Linked DNA regions of Mus musculus: region 2 is linked to region 1. The links are chromatin contacts, called in public promoter capture Hi-C maps. All regions are on one chromosome and are shown on one strand. The core of a region is the stretch at or near the end of the contact, and the rest is flanking DNA. Distances in the headings are between cores, read along the strand shown.

Evidence for each region. Capture Hi-C pulls out chosen DNA fragments and counts their contacts.
Region 2: a promoter capture Hi-C map of liver shows a contact between it and region 1. The contact joins the promoter of Als2cl here to the promoter of Dhx30 in region 1. A contact is called at or near these places in 1 of 39 promoter capture datasets (liver), 1 of 484 Hi-C or Micro-C datasets (embryonic stem cells) and 1 of 9 other capture datasets (liver).

The regions. Positions count from the first base shown.
Region 1 is chr9:110,116,027-110,119,719 of GRCm38.p6, reverse strand. Dhx30 (DEAH (Asp-Glu-Ala-His) box polypeptide 30) reads left to right here and starts at 2,104. Exons shown (of 23, transcript NM_001252682.1): 1 at 2,104-2,362. It also overlaps Gm10615.
Region 2 is chr9:110,877,709-110,881,491 of GRCm38.p6, reverse strand. Als2cl (ALS2 C-terminal like) reads right to left here and starts at 1,318. Exons shown (of 27, transcript NM_001146059.1): 1 at 1,263-1,318. Tmie (transmembrane inner ear) reads left to right here and starts at 1,419. Exons shown (of 6, transcript NM_146260.3): 1 at 1,419-2,222.

The sequences.
Region 1 (3,693 bases), core at 855-3,354:
TTTGGTTCTTTCCTTCTACTATGTGGGCTCTGGTGATTGCCTTGCTGGTCCACTTTAATATATTTATATATTTTTCTGTGTATAAATATTTGTCTGACTATGTCTATGTCTAGGCAGTACTGATAGAGGAACAATTAGTTTCCTTGGAACTGGAGCTGCAGAGGGCTGTTAGCTTCAATGTGGATGCTAGGAATTGAACTTGGGTCTTCTAGAAGAGCAAGTGCTCTTAAGTGCTGAACCATCTCTCCAGCACCCACTTTCTACTTCATTGTGGGGACAGTCTTTCAATGGAGCCCAGGCTGGCTTCAGACTTGTAGCAAATGGGGGTTAATCCACACAGTACTACACTCAGAAACTTTGATCTATTTTCTGTAAAAGCCTACACATTTATTTAATCTGTTGGCCATAGTGAGCCATTGTAGTCTCAGGACATACTTCTCGACCAACACTCTTAGCACTCAGCAGTGGGCAAGCCTTCTCTTGTGTCCCTAGCACGTCACACCTTTCTAGTATTTATCTCTTTCCTTTGGCTCCCCCTTTTCCTCTTTTCTACTAGGATACTAGGCTTCCTGAGGCTAGGGTCATATTGTCTACATACCTGCCTATAAATAGCAGTCTCTCAAATTACCAGCACAAGGATTTGTTTGCCTGTTCGAGATCCAGTCTTGGATAACTCAAACTGGTCTATATGAAGCTTGCCTTGAAGATCCTGTTTCTATAGGGATTCCAAGTATGTACCAAACATGTTGGGCACTGCAGGGATTTCTATGTTTTGTTTTCAAGAAGCAATTCTTTGTTTCACCTCCTTCATTTCTCCTAGCCTTCTGTGCAATCTAGCAGGAAAATAGCAACTAGTATACTTTCCTTCCTTCCTTTTCTTTCCGTCTTCATTTGAAACAGGGTCTATGTTGCGCTGACTGGCCTGGAACTCTTCAGATCAGAGATCTGCATGTCTCTGTCTCCAGAATGCTAGGTTTAGAAGCATTTCTTGCTATGCAATCCTGGTTGGCTTCTAATTCCCAGTTGTCTTGCTCCAGCTTCGGACCAGCTGAAGTCACCTGTGCTGTGGCACACAGCTAACAATACATTTAAATGGCTGCACAAAAAATAGCATAGGAAAACGGACTGGAGATATGGTTCAGTGGTTATGAACACTTGCCTGATTAGTAGTTTTGTTGTTGTGTGTGTTTTGGTTGATTTGACACAAGCTATAGTCATTTGGGTAGAGAGAACCACAATTGAGAAACTGCCCCCACCAATCTGGCTTTTAGGCAGGGTGGAGGTTTTGGGAGGGTGCCTCCCCTGGGGAGATAGTAAATTCTGGGGCTGTTGTATCAGCCATGAGGCAGTAAGCAAGGGTTCCTCCATGTCTTTTGTTTCCATTCCTGATATGACATTACTCAGTGGCAGGTTGTCACCTATAAGGTGAGAAGTGGTATTTTTACCTCAGCAATAAAAAACCTAAGATAACAGCTGGCCGACAACAGCCTGTAACTCCAGCTTCCAAGGATCTGATGCCATGTCACTTGGTACCACACACATGCACATAGAATTTTCTTCGTCTGTTTTAAATTACGAGCTATTGTATTAGTTCTCCAAATATCACGAAAGGGCACATCCTCAAATATTGTCTTCCCAGCTGTGAACTACTGCCCAACGCCACTGAGTTTCCTTTATCGACGGCGGATTTCATTGAACCCATGCTTCACTCTGTTCAGAGGACAAACAGGCAAACCCCCTCCCCTCGCTCCTGAGTGTCGATGTGGCCTAGACTCGCAGTCGTCCCTCACCACAACCCCCCGAAGCCAGCAGCAAGCGCTACCCTGTCCTTTGCCTGGTTTATGTCTCTGTGAGGCAAAATCGCTCACCTCCCTAAAAGTGCAGAAGACCAAGGGGAGACGCAGGAGAGAAAAGGCGCGACGGACACAGAGCTGCGGCTGGGGATGGAGAGATGAGCCTGAGATGGTCACCCGTCCCCAGCTCCCGCCGGCTCTCGCCGGCTCCCACGGCACAGGCCACGCGCGTCCCCGGCCGCTCCGCCGGAAGTCCCGCCTGTGTCTGGGGCTACAGCCGCGCTCCCTCCAGCCAGTGCCCGGGTGCAGGCGCAGACTGACTGTCTCGCGCTGTGGGCTGAGGAACACTAGAGACAACCTAGGCAGCCGAACCCATCGCGAGCCCCAAGGCAGCGGCAGCCCGCACAGAGAGCCAGGCCGAACAGAGCCGGGGCCGCAGGTGGGACTTCCGCCTCGGGACCCGGAAGAGACCGCGCCGTCGCTGGTGGGAGTTGTAGTCCGGCCGTAGTTGGGGGGGCCCGCGGCTCATGCGCCGTGCACCGAGGCTTGTTTCACATCTGTAACAACAGGTGAATTGGGCTTTTTATTCTACCCTTTCGCGCCCCTTGAAGCAGCCTGACACGGTCGGGGGTGGTCGGCGCGAGGAGGGGTCCCGAGTCCGGCTAGCGGCCTGGCAGAGAGTGGGAAGGAGGAGCTGGCGAGCCCGAGGAGCAGGCCGGGCATCCTAGGCCTGCCCGGGAAGCCGGCCGGGCCGAGCCGTGGGCAGCCAGGCCTCGGCCTGCCGTTGCCATGGAGCCGGGGCGGGGCGGGGGCCAGACCGGTCCGCCGGGGCGGGCCTCACTGCCAGGGGCTCAGCGGAGGCCGAGAGAGGCGGCTTCATTGGCTCGACGACGCCTTCGCCTCAGGGGATGCTCGGTTTTCCCCAGGCTGGGCCCGGAGGAAGTCTCCGGAGTGCCCGAGACCTTTGTCTGCCCCTCCTCCCACTGTGCGGGTCAGGACCGTTCCTCTAAAGGGAGGCCTTGGTGCATTTTTGACTCTTCTGGTTTGCCTCCTTTTGCACCGACCTTGTCAGTGGGGGAGGCTAAGGGGTGAGGTGTTCTTTGTTTGCTGGTAGTGACTTGTCCCATTTTGCAGGGGAAGACCTAATGCATGGTGGGTCCTTTGTTTGCAGTGAAGTGGAGTTCCCAGGGGTCTTCAGAATCCTCAAGCCAAGAGTACAGCGTCTATGTGCTTTCTAGATAGTCCTTGTGTAAGCAATATTGGTCTTTTAATTGCGGCTTTCCAATGCAGAGACTGTTCACCTTACAACCCCCAGTTCATGGGTGTTCGCCATGCATGGTAGCAAATAAACTGCTGCCGTCCAGCTGCAAGGTCTCAACTTGTTTTTGGATGCAACCTACTGGCCAGAGTAAAATTACACCTTTTCTAATGATTTTCCTTGCAACGGTTTCTTGGAATGCAGTGACCCCAGCGCCATGTGCCATGCACCTCTTGACTACATCTTATAATTTATACTTAAATCTCAGAGTCTGACATTTCCAGGCAGGAGAACTCTTTCCTGATTTTATTATATATTATTATTTAGATTTATGATAATGCTTTTTACTTCTACATTTATATATTCTTTGACAAAGTTTCTATGTAGGTGTACCCCACCTGACACCCAAAGATCAAACTTTTCAATATTTTAATTTATGAAGCTATAGTCCAAAAAGTTTTATCCAGTTTTGGACCCCACTTATTCTTTCAAAAAATGAACATGATATATGCAGAATACAGGTTGATATGTAAGAAAAGTCGTGTAATAGAAACGTGTAAACCATGGGGTCAGAGTTCATTCGGTCCTGATGCTATGGGATCCTGGGTAAATTAGATATCTGTGCTTCAGTTTCTTTCTCCG
Region 2 (3,783 bases), core at 69-2,568, 760 kb before region 1:
CCCAGGAAGGCTACATCTGGAGTCTGATATAGAAGTCTCCCAGCTAGGAGCTAGAAGCGGTGTCGTGAGTAAAAGGCCAGACACGAGTGTTTGAGAGTATGAGCCAGCAAGAATATTCTCTCTAGCCCTGGGCCCAGCACCCATCCCATAGCCCTCTGGTCAACAACACGGCTTCCTCATACTCTCCCTCCTGCCAACTCTGGGGTCCTGAGTGGCAGGCTGTGCAAACGGTGAATTTGAGGCATGGAAAGTCCAGGAGGGTGTAGAGATACTATCTGTAGATCAGGTGCAGAGCTCAGACCCAGGCCCCTCACTCCCAGCCCTAACAGGCTCACGAGAACTAAGTGGCTCAGAGGTGCTGGGTGACTCACTGAGGTACACCCAGCATTCCTAGTAGGGCCCAGCCTCCCTTCTCACCCCGGGTAGACTTGGTTCAAAAGCTGCAGGGTGAGGCCAAAAAAGTTAAGCTGGGTGCACAGGTGACTCAGCTATTGTCCTTGTGGCCATCTAAACAGTAGCTAGACCTTTCCCTTGCATTCTTGGCCTCTGTCCACACCAGATCGCTCCCAAGCAGGGTCACTGGGGCCTTCCCTGCCCTCACCCAGTTCTGGCCCCTCAGGCCCCTTAAGCCGCACCCTAGCATGGCACTCACTCTGGTATTTCCTGATCTGGAGTGGCATGGACCTTATTTCTGCTTTTCCTGGACTATGCTAGAGGCCCATTAATCAACCTACATGCCCGGTGGGCAGTGGAGAAAGTGCTCCAGGCAAGTGCACAAAACTGTCACACGGGCCCTCCAGTCTTCAGCCCCTTCTCTGCCTCTCTTGCCCTACATGCCTCCCAGTCTCCGCATTAGCTTTTCCCGACTGCATTAGTCAGTTCCAAACTACTCTGCTCCAACATTCGGACATCCGTCTAGGCTCCTCCCAGGCAGGCAACACCACCTTTTCGGCTTCTCTGTCAGCCCTTCCGCCCTGACCAGCCAGGTCACCTGCTCCTGGCAGCCTCTCTCCCTCTGGGTGATAAACTCGCACCTGGGTTCTGGCCTGGACGCAGGGCACGGTGCTCGCGCTCCGCACTGCTGCTAGGGGTTGGACCCCGCGCTGCGTTTAAACCGGAGCCGGGCGGCCACGGGACCGGGAGGAGGAAGCTGAGACCGAAGATGGAGGGCTCGTGACCATGGCAGCGGGAGGAGGAGAGAGCCCCCACCCGCAGCTGAGCTCGTGGGGCAGCGGACCCCGCCCACCGACGCGCGCTCTTACCTGCGCTTTGCGCCGCGGTGCCCCGAGTGGCCGCGCAGCTCCGCGCCGGGCCGCCCTTCCTCTCCGCGCCCCGCCCCGAGGTGTTGTTCGCGCGGGGGCGTCTCCGAGGAGGCGGGGCTCGGCCTCGGAATGTCCCCAAGCCAACAACTCTCTCCCAGAGCCTCTCCCGCCAGACTGCGAAAGCTCCCCTTCGGTCGGTCCGCGAGCTCCCCAGGATCGCACCCTGGCTGTCTTTCGCCTTTTACCTCCCTCTCCAGATCCGAGGACGGCAGGCAGTGCCTGGGGCCACCCCGATTTCCTTACCCACCAACTCTGCCCAGGCTGTAGCTCTGAAATCTTGCCGACCCCCTTTGGGTCACTGGGCACCCCCCCCCCCTCACCCTCACACACCCGCGAAGGAGCCCTGGGTAGATTCGGGAAACTTGTTGCTTAGAGCAGTTGGCCATGATGATCCGAAGACCCTGAACTGGGCATGCTTTGGTAGCAGCTACTGCTGTGTGTAACCTTGAAGGAGGCCCCCTGCATTCATTCCGGGTACAGCCTGAAGCTGGCCAGTTTCCTGTGCCAAAGCCTTCGACCTTGGAAAGAGCAGCGCAGTTCCAAACCAAAGTCTTGGAAGGAGGAGGGACCATGGTTCAAACCTGTAACAAAGAGGCCTGCTGTCCAGCTGCCGGGCTCCCTTTTGGCCAGCAAGCAAGTCACCCCTCCACCTGCAGTGGCACCCGGCCTCTAGGAGCTGCTGACTAGCCTGGCTGAGTTGCTTCTAAGCCTTCCAAGCCTGAGTACAGAGAGAAGCCTGGGGAGGAGACAGCTGTGAAAGAGCAAGGATAGTCCACCTGCCCCCTACCCAAGTTTTGGACAGCCTCCATGCATTCTGCCAGAGAGAAAAGAGACTTCTAAGAGTTTCTCAGAAGGGGCCTGCCAACTTCAGCATCCCTGGCTCCCTTGGGGTGCTTTCTGGTGAGCATTTAAGTTCTGCCAATCTGCCCTACAGTGGCAGGCTCCAAGTTTGTTGCCCAAGAACCCTACCGCGGTTGCTGCTCTTGTTCACTTCCCTGCTCCAATCTTGGTCTCTCCATCGTCAAGAACCCTCCCGAGCCTCTTCTTCCCTCTCCACTCGGCCAAAACATCTCCTTCCTTCCAGCCTTTTCTTTCTTTCTTGTAAATACTTTTTTAAAAGATAAATGTATTACAGGTTCTTTTTTTTTTTTTTCATGTATGATGTGTATGTATATCCATGCAGGAGTGTGTGAGTGTGTGAGTGTGTGTGTGTGTGTGTGTGTGTGTGATGTTTGGCTGTGTCTCCTCTGGTGCTTTTTTTTTTTTTTGAGACAGCCTCTCATAGGCCTTCACCTAACCACATAGACTAGACTGAGTGCCCAGTGAGTACCTGACTGTCCCTGCCTCCCTGTAATGGGATTACAATTGTCTGCCACCACACCTTGCTTTTTCACATGGGTTTTGGGGATCATGCCTACATGCAAGTACTGAACTGAGGTGACACCTCAACCCCAGCTTTGCTGCTTTCAATACTCTCCTGTGTACCCCGCTCCCACCTCCCCTACCCCCGAGGATGCACCATCCCCCAGATACCTACTTCTCTAACCCCTGCCCTCTGCCTGCCTGGGAGGAAGAAAGGGGCATCCCAGCTTCCTTCATGAGATGCGACGACTTTCTCATCCACTCAGCCTTCTCACATGCATCCCCACTCCTTGTTCTGTTATCTGCCTCGAGGCAAGGCCTACCTGGTATCTCTTCCAGTTAGTCCTTGACAGAGGGCCGGATTCTGCCCCACTCCCCCGGTAGTACCCAAAGTTTGAGATCTACTGAATCCCCTGCCCTTCCCCACCTCATCACAGGGCTCCTGTTTCAGCTCCTCACAGATTTGCACATGGCATGTGCATGTATACAGTTCCCCATGGGAGGCATGTGGCCACATATGTACTCAGCTGGGCCACACATCTCCATGGTAGCAGCCCCATTCGTGGGCACTTGTGCATCCGTGTCCAAGGACATAGACTGACACACAGACATAGAGCCACATGCAGAATGCAAGGCCCTTCCCTACGCACGCACCAGTGTCTTACCACATTAGCTCAGGTTCATGCACATACAGGCTGGGCTCAGCCCTGAGCTATTCTGGGTCGGGCTTAGGGCCAACAAGTTCAGGAACAGCCAGCTCCCAGCACTCCCAGCTGCTGTGTCACTGGCCCAGGCTATCTAACTCCCACCCCCACCTCAGGCTAAGTCCATGGTGGCCTGGATCCTAGCCTGGCTCTGTGACTGGGTTGTCCATTCACTACCCCTCAGCTTCTCCAAAGCTAGGCCTTGAGTTCCATTATATCAACTCCATGAAAGGAGTGTCCACGGGGTCTCCTGGCCATTGCCCAGTTCCCTACCCATGGCTTCCAATGCAGAAGCCCTGGAGGCTGACTTTGGTCCCCACAGGAAACCCATCAGACATAAAAATAGTACTACAGGGACAAGTAGTATTTGTCATGCCAGTACACATGCCACCACA